Regions from separate parts of the Mus musculus genome. Here regions 2, 3 and 4 are each linked to region 1. The links are chromatin contacts, called in public Hi-C, HiCAR-type and HiChIP or PLAC-seq maps. All regions are on one chromosome and are shown on one strand. The core of a region is the stretch at or near the end of the contact, and the rest is flanking DNA. Distances in the headings are between cores, read along the strand shown. Region 1 holds the start of Nrxn1 (neurexin I). Region 2 overlaps Nrxn1 (neurexin I). Region 3 overlaps Nrxn1 (neurexin I). Region 4 has its middle 360 kb from the start of Nrxn1.

The links. Hi-C and Micro-C count contacts between places; a contact is called where the count stands out from the background. HiCAR-type assays count read pairs that join an accessible place to other places. HiChIP or PLAC-seq counts read pairs in DNA pulled down with a chosen protein or histone mark.
Region 2: a contact with region 1 is called in a HiCAR-type map of astrocytes, with 3 times the contacts expected there. The contact joins the enhancer-like site here to the promoter of Nrxn1 in region 1. A contact is called at or near these places in 2 of 39 promoter capture datasets (hippocampal neurons and stem cell-derived epiblast-like cells), 2 of 484 Hi-C or Micro-C datasets (cortical neurons and embryonic stem cells) and 2 of 115 datasets of contacts at active chromatin or transcription factors (astrocytes and forebrain).
Region 3: a contact with region 1 is called in a Hi-C map of cerebellar granule neurons, with 1.8 times the contacts expected there. The contact joins the enhancer-like site here to the promoter of Nrxn1 in region 1. A contact is called at or near these places in 3 of 39 promoter capture datasets (hippocampal neurons, neural stem cells and stem cell-derived epiblast-like cells), 3 of 484 Hi-C or Micro-C datasets (cerebellar granule neurons, cerebral cortex and neural progenitor cells) and 1 of 115 datasets of contacts at active chromatin or transcription factors (astrocytes).
Region 4: a contact with region 1 is called in an H3K4me3 HiChIP or PLAC-seq map of neural progenitor cells, with 14 read pairs. The contact joins the enhancer-like site here to the promoter of Nrxn1 in region 1. A contact is called at or near these places in 1 of 39 promoter capture datasets (liver), 1 of 484 Hi-C or Micro-C datasets (cerebral cortex), 3 of 115 datasets of contacts at active chromatin or transcription factors (astrocytes and neural progenitor cells) and 1 of 9 other capture datasets (adipose tissue).

What each region holds. Positions count from the first base shown.
Region 1 is chr17:91,091,547-91,094,060 of GRCm38.p6, reverse strand. Nrxn1 (neurexin I) reads left to right here and starts at 1,259. Exons shown (of 23, transcript NM_020252.3): 1 at 1,259-1,462.
Region 2 is chr17:90,583,799-90,586,312 of GRCm38.p6, reverse strand. The region is part of intron 15 of Nrxn1 (neurexin I); the gene reads left to right. Among named protein-coding and RNA genes, the nearest start is that of Gm32337, 120 kb to the right of the region's middle. Within about 2 kb of position 1,257, at least 64 of the 459 cell types and tissues checked have an H3K27ac peak or open chromatin away from gene starts, as enhancers often do. A contact at or near this core is called in astrocytes, cortical neurons and forebrain, where this site is marked.
Region 3 is chr17:90,692,918-90,695,431 of GRCm38.p6, reverse strand. All of the region lies in intron 8 of Nrxn1 (neurexin I), which reads left to right. Among named protein-coding and RNA genes, the nearest start is that of 4930480K15Rik, 170 kb to the left of the region's middle. RefSeq lists an enhancer at 1-52. Within about 2 kb of position 1,256, at least 2 of the 459 cell types and tissues checked have an H3K27ac peak or open chromatin away from gene starts, as enhancers often do. A contact at or near this core is called in cerebellar granule neurons, where this site is marked.
Region 4 is chr17:91,450,371-91,452,884 of GRCm38.p6, reverse strand. No RefSeq gene overlaps it. Among named protein-coding and RNA genes, the nearest start is that of Nrxn1, 360 kb to the right of the region's middle. Within about 2 kb of position 1,259, at least 23 of the 459 cell types and tissues checked have an H3K27ac peak or open chromatin away from gene starts, as enhancers often do. A contact at or near this core is called in cerebral cortex and neural progenitor cells, where this site is marked.

The sequences.
Region 1 (2,514 bases), core at 10-2,509:
CCTAGCTCTTACATTCTTGCTTTAAAGAGTCTGAAGGCAGAAAATAGTCTTACCTCAGCATTTGAGGCTGAGGCTATCAAGTCTATGATACCGAAATAAAAATATCTGGTATTTCTACTCTAAAACAAATCTGTGGTGGAAATATAACGGGGATAGAAATGTAAATGTCCAAAGGACTCAATGCGTAATTTAAAGCCACAGATTCCAGACTTCTATCCACTTTGTCTGCAAGCTCTCTTAGAGTTAACTCTTTTCTCACCAGGCACAGAAATGCCTACTGAGCATGCCTGATTACACAGTAACAGAGACTCACACCACTCTACACTTTTTTCCAGGTTTTACCGGAGGCTAAAGGAAGGAAGAGATAGGGGCGCAGGGGCGGGGGAAGAGTTTAATAGATAGAGAACTTGGTTCAGCTCAGGATGCCCTCAGCGGAGGCAGAGAATGGAAAGCTGGAGGACCCATAAACTGTCAGGAAAGCACCTTGGGAGACGCATGAGTCTGGTCTCCAGTTTGATGCAATAGCCTGGTGGGTTGCTCTTAAAGTCTTTTATCACAGTGTAGGCAGATGGCTCAGGCAGGGCTATAGCAAGGGGTGGGGCAGGAACACTGAGTATTGTAGGAAGCCAGTGCAGGTGTTGAGTCCTGCCTGCCCCTGCATTCTTCAAAGAGCCTCTAGCTTTGCAAAGATTCAGAACAGGAGATCCAGGTGCACACACACAACCAGAGCTCCTCTTAGTCACCATTCCCTCGGCTTCAGCTCCTTCCCTTTAGCTGCGGGGTCCTTTTCTGGCATCTTCTCAGGTACCCCCGCCCAATCACGGCTAAATCCCGGAGAAGTGGAATCTCCACAAGATTTTCGTGGGTCTATAACAGGGGCTTGGGCATGCTCAGTAGGCTCTCTCTCTCTCTCTCTCTCTCTCTCTCTCTCTCTCTCTCTCTCTCTCTCTCTCTCTCTCTCTCTCGGAATGGGGGGGTGGGGTGGCGAATGACTAGTTAGAAGTGCTTGTGGCAAGTCTCCGCCCTAAGATTCCCCCTGCAAGGGGAAGATGCCAAGGTAGAGACACCTTGTTCTCAGCATCTGAACTTGGAAGGGGCTGCAGCTGCCAGCTGAGGCCACCCTTTCCCCAGCCAGAGCACGGGCCGGCCGCTCTCCATGGTACTGCGGAGAGCTCAGCTCCGCCCTTCTCTTTCAGAAGGACAGCACCCGGCGTCACGTAACCCAGCCTTCTCGGGCTTCACCACCGCCTCTTCCTTCCCTTTTTCCCTCTCCTCCTCCTGCTCCCCCTGCTGCTCCTCTCTGTTCCATGTTCTTCCCTTCCTCACTCTTGGAGATAGACGCTCAAGCCTGACGCCTCGGAAAAAGGCAGCAGCAGTCGCCTTATCCTTAGACCTCAGGAAATTCGCTTTTACCGATGCATGCTTCAGGTTCTGGCTCGAGCTAAGGGGAATAACCAGGCAGGTAAAGGAGCTCAATTTGGGCGCGGGGGAGGGGGAGGGGAGATGGGGCGAGGCAAGCTGGAGAAGGATATCTTTCCCTGTTGTAACTGGGCCAGGATCTGCCACAATTACAGAGGGAAGGATGGGTGGTGGGAGGGTGGAGGAGTGGAGATTTTGGTTGTTTTGCATGTAGCCTTTCAAATGGCAAGATGAGATGGTGGAACTAGGTAGTAACTTAAAGGCTGAATGCAGTGATTTATCATCCAAAGAAAGAAAAGGGAAAGGCAGTTAGAAAACAAAACAATAAAATATATCTACATCTCTTCCTTTCTCTTCCTTCATGAGCAGACCTGACTGTGCCCACCCTTAATTTGTGCAGTAGACTTCAGGCTTCAAGAAACTGCACTGGTGTTAGAGATGGTGCTTAGAGACTGGGCGGGAAAGCCAGGGAGAATTTTGGGTGTGCATTGGTATTGAGATACTTTGCAAAAGCCACAGCCAAAAAGATAAAACTTGTATATTAAAAAAAAACATAGATTTCAGAGTCTTTATGGAGATATATATTGAAAGGTTTCTTAGTAAGGTGTGTGTGTGTGTGTGTGTGTGTGTGTGTGTGTGACTGAAGACATGGTAAAATAAAGGCAACTGCAGCTAATCAGCATACAGTATTGATCTGTCCAGTGACTTGGGAATGAATTTTGTTCTAGAAACAGTAGAAAAGATTAATGAGGCTGCCAGGCAGCTTTTGAATTAGAGCGCTTCTTGTTTTGGCTGCAGTATGGTTGTTTTTCAGATCCCTTTATTTCATCTTCTAATTTGCGAACTTACCAGGTCTTTCTGGGCACCTAGGGAGAATCCATTTTCTCCATATAGATATAGATACTGTCTCTCACACAATGAGCTTCCTCTAGGAACTGGGAGAACCAGTTGACCTCCCTTGTGATAAGAATATATATATATATATATATATATATATATATATATATATATTCTTATTAGTTTTCTCCACCTTACCTCTATCCTTTACAAAATGGTAAAGATGTGCATTAGAGGAGGAGGGCACAAGAGAGTAGG
Region 2 (2,514 bases), core at 8-2,507, 510 kb after region 1:
CCACAGTCTCTCGTTGGACCAGGAATCCCCAGCCATACTCCTGTTTTGTCTCTGCCTCTCTGCACTGATTTACAGGCATGTGCATGGCCACGAAGGCTGTTTGTGTGGATTCTGGGATACCAACTGGGGGTTTCATGCTTGTGTATGCAGTACTCTTACTTACAGATCTACCTCTTCAGGTTGACGTATTTATTTATTTATTTATTTAATCCAATAGTTATCCTGCTCAATTCTGTGAAGCCACTGTGCTTTCAGACCTCTCAGATGAGGTCACAAAACAAGAGCTGCTCCCTAAAATTAGGCTGAAGTTTCAGGTTATAAGTGGGTTTGTGACTTTTAATAGGAACAGCAATCCCAAGAAACACTCTGGAGGGAGAGCGTGATGTAACCCATCACATCCTTGCTCTGCAGGACTTCGGTGCTAGCCAGATGCTATTTACTGAGCACTGACTCCTGCTGAGGGTCCTGCCATGAAGTTACCATCCCAAGGAACACACTGCGTCTGAGCACTCACATGTAGGACATGACAGGGAGGAAAGCTATGGCACTGCGTGTGGGTACCGCAACTGGGCTGAGCATGAAGACTTTTTGAGAAAGCCTTGTTTAAAGGATACAGGAAGAACAAGTGAAAACAACCAATGGCTGCTCTTTCTTCCCTCGTGGGCAGCCACGGGAACTAAGGATGAGTTTATGGGTATGAGACATGCAGGGCTTCACACCTGGAACTGACTGTGCCTGCCAGTCACGTAGGAATACAGGAAGCAGGAGAATCACTGTATCTGAGTCAGTGGGTTTATTTTCATTGACATTCACCCTCTGAGAATTAAATGTATTCTGACTTATCCACACCCTGTTCAAATCCATGAAGAATCTTTACTTCTCTAAGGGAAAGCAGTCAGCTTAGCTACACTGCATGCCTGGTAGTTCCTGAAGTGCAGAATTCCGTGTTCTTCTTAGAATAACTCACCAAGGATGCCCAGGAACGACTAGAGATGTAGTCAGAGATCCTCACTACATGTCGTGAGCATCCTGAACCAAGGCACAATTTATGTTATACAATCTTTAACTCACTTTTTAATGGGTTTGACTTTGGTCAGTCCTCATCTGAAGTCACTTGGCTAAATCAAATTTCTGATGTTTTCACTTACATTACTATACCTAAAAGAACCACCAGAGGGCAGCATAGGGCCATGCACTGTTACACAGTGTTGGGGAGGGGATTAATTCGCTCCTCTAGTGCAGGCAAACAGAATGCCTTTGTTTCCAGAATGTAAAATTCACATTTAGCCTTGACAGCCATTCAGGCTTTTGTCCAAGACTGGGTTTTATCTTGTAATTGTGGAAATATGAAACCCAGACCTCTCTCCTCCCCACCTCGATTCATATGGAAATCGTCATGAACAAGCCTCTACCCAAGGAGAGTTCCAGAAAAGAAATTCCGTGCTGATGACCTTGTTCTAGCGATCTTTTCTCGCACTGCCCAAGTCTCCTGGGTGTATGCCTCTCCCTGCTGATACAATTTGTTTTCATCTTTATTCCCAGCTGCCGATGTCTATTCCCTTTGGCTATTAAGTACAAGCTGCAACACGCAAGGAAAGACACAACATTCATGTACTCTGGACTGATCTCATAGCATGACTCTATTTATTCTGGAACTTTTGAGTACTGACCCCTTTAGTGAAATAATGCAATCCCTCCGTGTGCTTGTCTTGTCCTAATTTGGCAACTTCTATGCTAAAATATATGGAAAGGGGCTGATATTTATTGAGTCCCTATTAAATACTCAATGGATTTAAATGAGGTTATTGTATGTAATCCTTATGAGTGTCCGGGATTTGAATTGAGGTCAGTCTTGCTTATTCATTTATGTAGTTCAAGAATAAAAATAGAACAGACGAATAGTTTTGGGTCTCCATCTTCCATGGGTGTCCTTATTTAAGAATTAAGTTAATCCATCAGCAAATTGAGGCTTTTAAAAATTTGATTGGGGCCCGACTATGGTCCTAGGTGTATAGCGGACAGTGCCCTCAGGTGGCCACTTAGCAAAATTACACCTTGTAACTCTGGCTACATCTAGGTCATCCAGGGGGTGAACACTTTGTCCCCTTCTCCTTTATCCCTCTTACAAATCCCAAATTAATTTCCTTCCTCATCTTTTAGCATTTTCCGTATCTCCATTCAAATCTTCGACTAAAGGTAGCTAACTGCCGGCTACTGAGTTTCCCTTGGCCAAGCGAGTAAAAGGCCCCCTAATCAGCCAGGACTTTCCATTCCAACGGATTCCATGTCTAAGTGGAGATTTGCATACATCCTATGCATGTTCTTTTCTTTTGTAACGCAGATCAGTTTGTTCCCTAGCGGATCTCTTTCTCTGGACCTGGACATGAGGCACACCGGCCTGATCTACCTTTTCACATTGTGCTTTGAAAAACATTTTATTGAATGTTGTCACTTCCAAAGTTTTGATCACATTTAAACATGTCTGAGCTTCATTGCTTGACATGTGTGACTTTG
Region 3 (2,514 bases), core at 7-2,506, 400 kb after region 1:
CAGATGTCATTTTGGTGGTTCAACTGGAACAAGTGAGGTCACGGATCAGGTGACTTCTTGCAATAACTGTAGTATATATTCAGGCTAAATTCCCTCCATGCTCATCTTTCTGAGAATAAATGATAACTCTCTAGTGACTTTGGGCGGCCTTCCAAAAACCAAGTCTCGGTTTGCTGCCTCAGAGAATCTGGTTTAGCTCAGACTCTCTATCAGACTAAGGAAGACATGGCGATTTTATATGTTAGATAACTGACCTAACAGAATGCAGTCACTAATTAGCTCATGTTAGAACCTGACAAACCCATCCACAGGACCCTTGCCCTTAGTTCCAATTCTGTGTTCTTCCCATAATATAATGCTCTCTCAGGTCTTTTCATTCAATTGCAGGGTTTCAATAAACTCAACATTTGCTGAATTAAGAGTAAAATGAATTTTTATAGGGAAAAATAGCAAAGGCAGCCTAGATTTGCAGGACTTTGGAGAAGGGAGACTTAAGGTTAAACAGCACCTTTCCTACTTTGGTTGTCATGTGCCTTCCTCATCAGCCACCAAACCCAGACACTATTGCATATGCCAGCAAGATTTTGCTGAAGGGACCCTGTTAGAGCTGTCTGGTATGAGGCTATGCCAGTGCCTGGCAAATACAGAAGTGGATGCTCACAGTCATCTAAAGGATGGAACACAGGGCCCCCAGTGGAGGAGCTAGAGACAGCACCCAAGGAGCTGAAGGGGTCTGCAACCCTATAGGTGGAACACCAATATGAACTAACCAGTACCACCAGAGGTCATATCTCTAGCTGCACATGTAGCAGAAGATGGCCTAGTCGGCCATCACTGGGAAGAGAGGCCCCTTGGTCTTGCAAACTTTATATACCCCAGTACAGGCAGTACAGTGGAATGCCAGGGCCAAGAAGCGGGAGTTGGTGGGTAGGGGAGCAGGGCAGAGGGAAGGTATAGGGAACTTTCGGGATAACATTTGAAACGTATATAAAGAAAATATCTAATAATAATAAAAGAAAAGTTTGCCATGTATACTAAGAGGAATTCACAGGAAACATTTAGATGTGGTTTCTAGACTTCCATGAAACACTGTGCAGGAATGTTGCTCAAGAATGAATTAACTTCTGTACATTGTAGCCTTGGGGACCAGGGGAAGAACAATTGGGGCAGAAACCAGACATCCTGCCATAGACCTTCCTCTTTGAAATTGGGCTCAGGGAGTCCCATCTGCTCAGGTCCCCAAGGAACTGGAACTCAATTCTTTAGTTCAAAAAGCATCTGGTGAGTTCTTGCCTGGAATTCAGCTTTCACAGCACAGCAATTCCCTTTCAGGGAACGACAGATTTTTATTTCCCATCATCTTCGGCAGATGCCCCATAGCCTGGAACTGTATCAGCAGTTGGCATAATGAATTGTGGTGCTTTCAAATACCAAGCTAGCATAACATGGTCTGGTAGGGGGCTCAGTGACATTTTAATTCTAAGTACTTGATACATTTTATAGAATATGACATTTTTCAGCCCAGCAGAAAGCAGCAATGAACAGTGGCTAAGACTGAGCGTTGGCTGTTGGTTTCAGCTCCCGCTGAGCAGTGTGTCCAGTTTAAATTAGCCCTTCTACTAAAAGTGATATTCGAATATGTGGATACAGTTACTCATTTTTTGAATTTACGTTCATAAGCTCAGTGTGTACGTGGCATGGCATTTACAGTTGTCAGAGGAGAATTTACAGGGATCAGTTCTCTCCTTTCATTTTCTGATGTTGTGAGATTGAGCACAGCCCCTCAGTAATGACAGCAAACACCTTTACCAGCTGAGCCATCTTGCCGAAACCAGTTCACTTTAATCAATATCTACCATGTCCCATGCTCTGTGTTGGGAACTGACAGCCAACACATAAAATCTGTTCACCGAGGATTCTATGTGGAGAGCCAACAGAACAAAATTACAGCACAAGGTCCATAAGTAAGGCAAGGCAAGTTACCCTAGAAACAGCAGAAGCAGGAATTATAGTGTCCAAGGAAACTAGTGATGATTTGAAAGACAAGGTGATGAAGTAATTTGTCTTACTTTTTGTGTGTCTGAATGACAGAAGCAGTATTATATTAAATGTAACCATAAAAGTGGTGGTGGGGATGATGGTGGTGGTGGTGACAGTGCTGATAAATTAGTTCTACCACCCGAATTTGAACCTAATAGGACACTTACAATAACACCAATGACTATGTAGCATGATGCAAGCAATGACAAAGTTTGTATAGAAATGCAAGTTTATAACTTTATCAAGGTTGAGCCACATTAAAGGAACTATCTGAAATTCATCTAAAACTAAATGAGTATTTGACATCTCTCCTTACTTTGTATTATTAGATGATATACCCCTTTCTTTGTTTCTCTGGATCAAAGTGTTTATGTTTAGAAGAAAATTATTTCTGGGCACTATAATTGTTGTCCCCCTCAAGGGGAAATCATCATTATTGAAACATTCTTAATTACTTTCAAAATGAAAGATAAT
Region 4 (2,514 bases), core at 10-2,509, 360 kb before region 1:
CCAAAGATTTCCTAAGATTTCATGTCCCAGAAATCCATTTAAACAGTGGATAGTGGGTTTGGTAAGGCAGAGAAATAAGCATACCTGAGAAGTGAAACAAGTTTCACAATGGATAGAGCCTAAGGAAACAAAAACTAATAATAGTTAAAATAGATAGCTGAATTGAGGATTACAGTTCAAACTCAGGAATTAGCCTCTCTTTTACAGTATGATAGAGCTAGTTTGTGCTGTTCTCCACTATAGTTGTATACACATTGAATCAACTCTGCATTCAAGGTTGTCATATTGCTAGCTAAAAATAATTCTGTAAGGTAGAATTTAGATTCGATGAAATGATAGATTCAGAGGGAAGTCAAAGCCAGTAATATAACAGCATTAAGATAATACAAAAATGAGAGGGCTGAAAGCTGGAGAGGTTTCCACCACTGTCTGTTTGTCAGATTAGGTCAACAAAATTTCCAAATGGTAGTGAACCTCAACTTATAGTTATTGTGAAACAAGGCAAGGTCATTAACTATGAGTAGGGCAAATGTCTTCAGGATATTATAGGATTTCAGTGCAAACACTGGTACTCCATCCTTGGACAGAAATAAAGTAGGTTAAATCAGTTTTGAGCTTTCCAATAGAAATAAAGCATAGTTATAAAGAATGCTACAACAAATAAACATAGAGAGTTAGTAAGTATATATGCAGACCTCAAACACTAGAACTTCTTAAATTATGTCAAACAAATAGTAGCAAATAAAGAAAGACAAAGTGAGAGGGGTGGCCTAAAACAGTGAGAAGAGAGGTACTGTGAAGAAGAACTTAAAAAGGAGTTCAGTTTAGACAAATGTGTGCTGAAGTGAAAAAAAAAATCTAGGATGTCTCCATGGCAGCTAAATCCTGGCCAAATTCTCCATTTAACTTTGAAGCAAAGCCTTTCACAAGCTGTCCAGAGCTTGGCACATTTAGGGCTGGGAAAAGGGACAACCATTATTAAAATTTTGGCCAGGAGGATATGCAGGTGGAGAGAAGAGAGACAAATGAGCAGCTGAGTAGCACTAAAGAAGCATTTGTAATGAGGTGGTAGCTATGACTTGAGAAAGGCTGCCTTACATTTCCCCAGATGGTAGCTTCTAGATGAAAAGTGATGTCTTTTACATCTCTTCCCTTCAGATATTTTTTACTTGAAGTTCTGTCACTATGCTTATCTGGGCTCCAGAATTCAATCAACAGGGATTTTCAGAGAAATGTGGCCTCATATTTGACTTGACAGAATAAGAAAAGACAAAGAGAATATTTAGCTGGCGGAGCCAGCAAAGGTCCTAGTTAGTGCTCTGGGAGAATCTCCATTAGCAACATGCTATATCTCTGACATTTTCCCCTAAATTCTGTATATTCTTTAGACCCATGCTATATATAAACACCATTTCCACAACTTTATGAGAAGCAAGACATGTGGTTTTTTTTTTTTTACCTCTTAAAATATTCCAGACATTTCAGAGACTACATCCCTCACTATGCATTGAAAGTCCTTTGTTTAAAGTGTTCTGAAAGGATTTCACAGTGTGTGTTCTTTTTCTTGTTTTATTCCTCCTCCTCCTCCTCCCCCCTCCTCCCCCTCCTCCTCCTCTTTTGATTCTGTTGTAAAGGGTACACATTTGTGACCAACATTGTGAATTTTAAATGATATAATTTCACAATCAAGGAGAATTTTTGACTTCCAGATGTGACGCTTTACTTGTAAACCCACCACTTCAGAAGTCGATGCAAAAGGTAGAGTTCAGGGTTTTTCTTAACTGCATAGCACACTTAGGGCCAGTCTCAGCTACAGACATAGCAAAATGGTAAGGATGAATGAGTGTCCTACTCTTAAGTTATTGCGACCAGAATTCATGAGGTTTATGTATTCTAAAATGTTATATGTGCATCAAAGGCTTGACTATAAGTGCAATTGAACAAAATGTCATTCTAAATTGTGTGTGTTTGTGTGTGTGTGTGTGAGAGAGAGAGAGAGAGAGAGAGAGAGAGAGAGAGAGAGAGCAGGGGAGGGAGGAGAAAAAGAAGTGGGGAAGGGAAAAGGAAGGGAAGATAGACTGAGGGAGAGAGATCTTTGTTCATGTTGATGGAAACACCAAGGCAAATTATGAAAAATTAAGTTATATATTGAAATTAAGTTATATATATAGCTTAATATATTAAAAGCATTAATATATATATTAAAAGCATATATATATAAAACTATATATATATATATAACTTAATATATATATCTTAAAAGCATTCACCAGTTGACCTTACCAAGATACCAAATTGCCAAAGGCATTTTATGAGTGAGGTCTATGAGATATTTCAAAATATTGAAAGGGTACTGCTAATATGAAACTAATAAGCAATTCAATCTTAATACATTTTAATATTTCTTGTAAAGTTGGTGTAGAACTCTAAACAAAAAAACAATAAAAAATAATGAGATAATGGTTCTTGAAGTCATTTCTGTTCACAAAGTCACTGTGTAACCAAGGATGACAT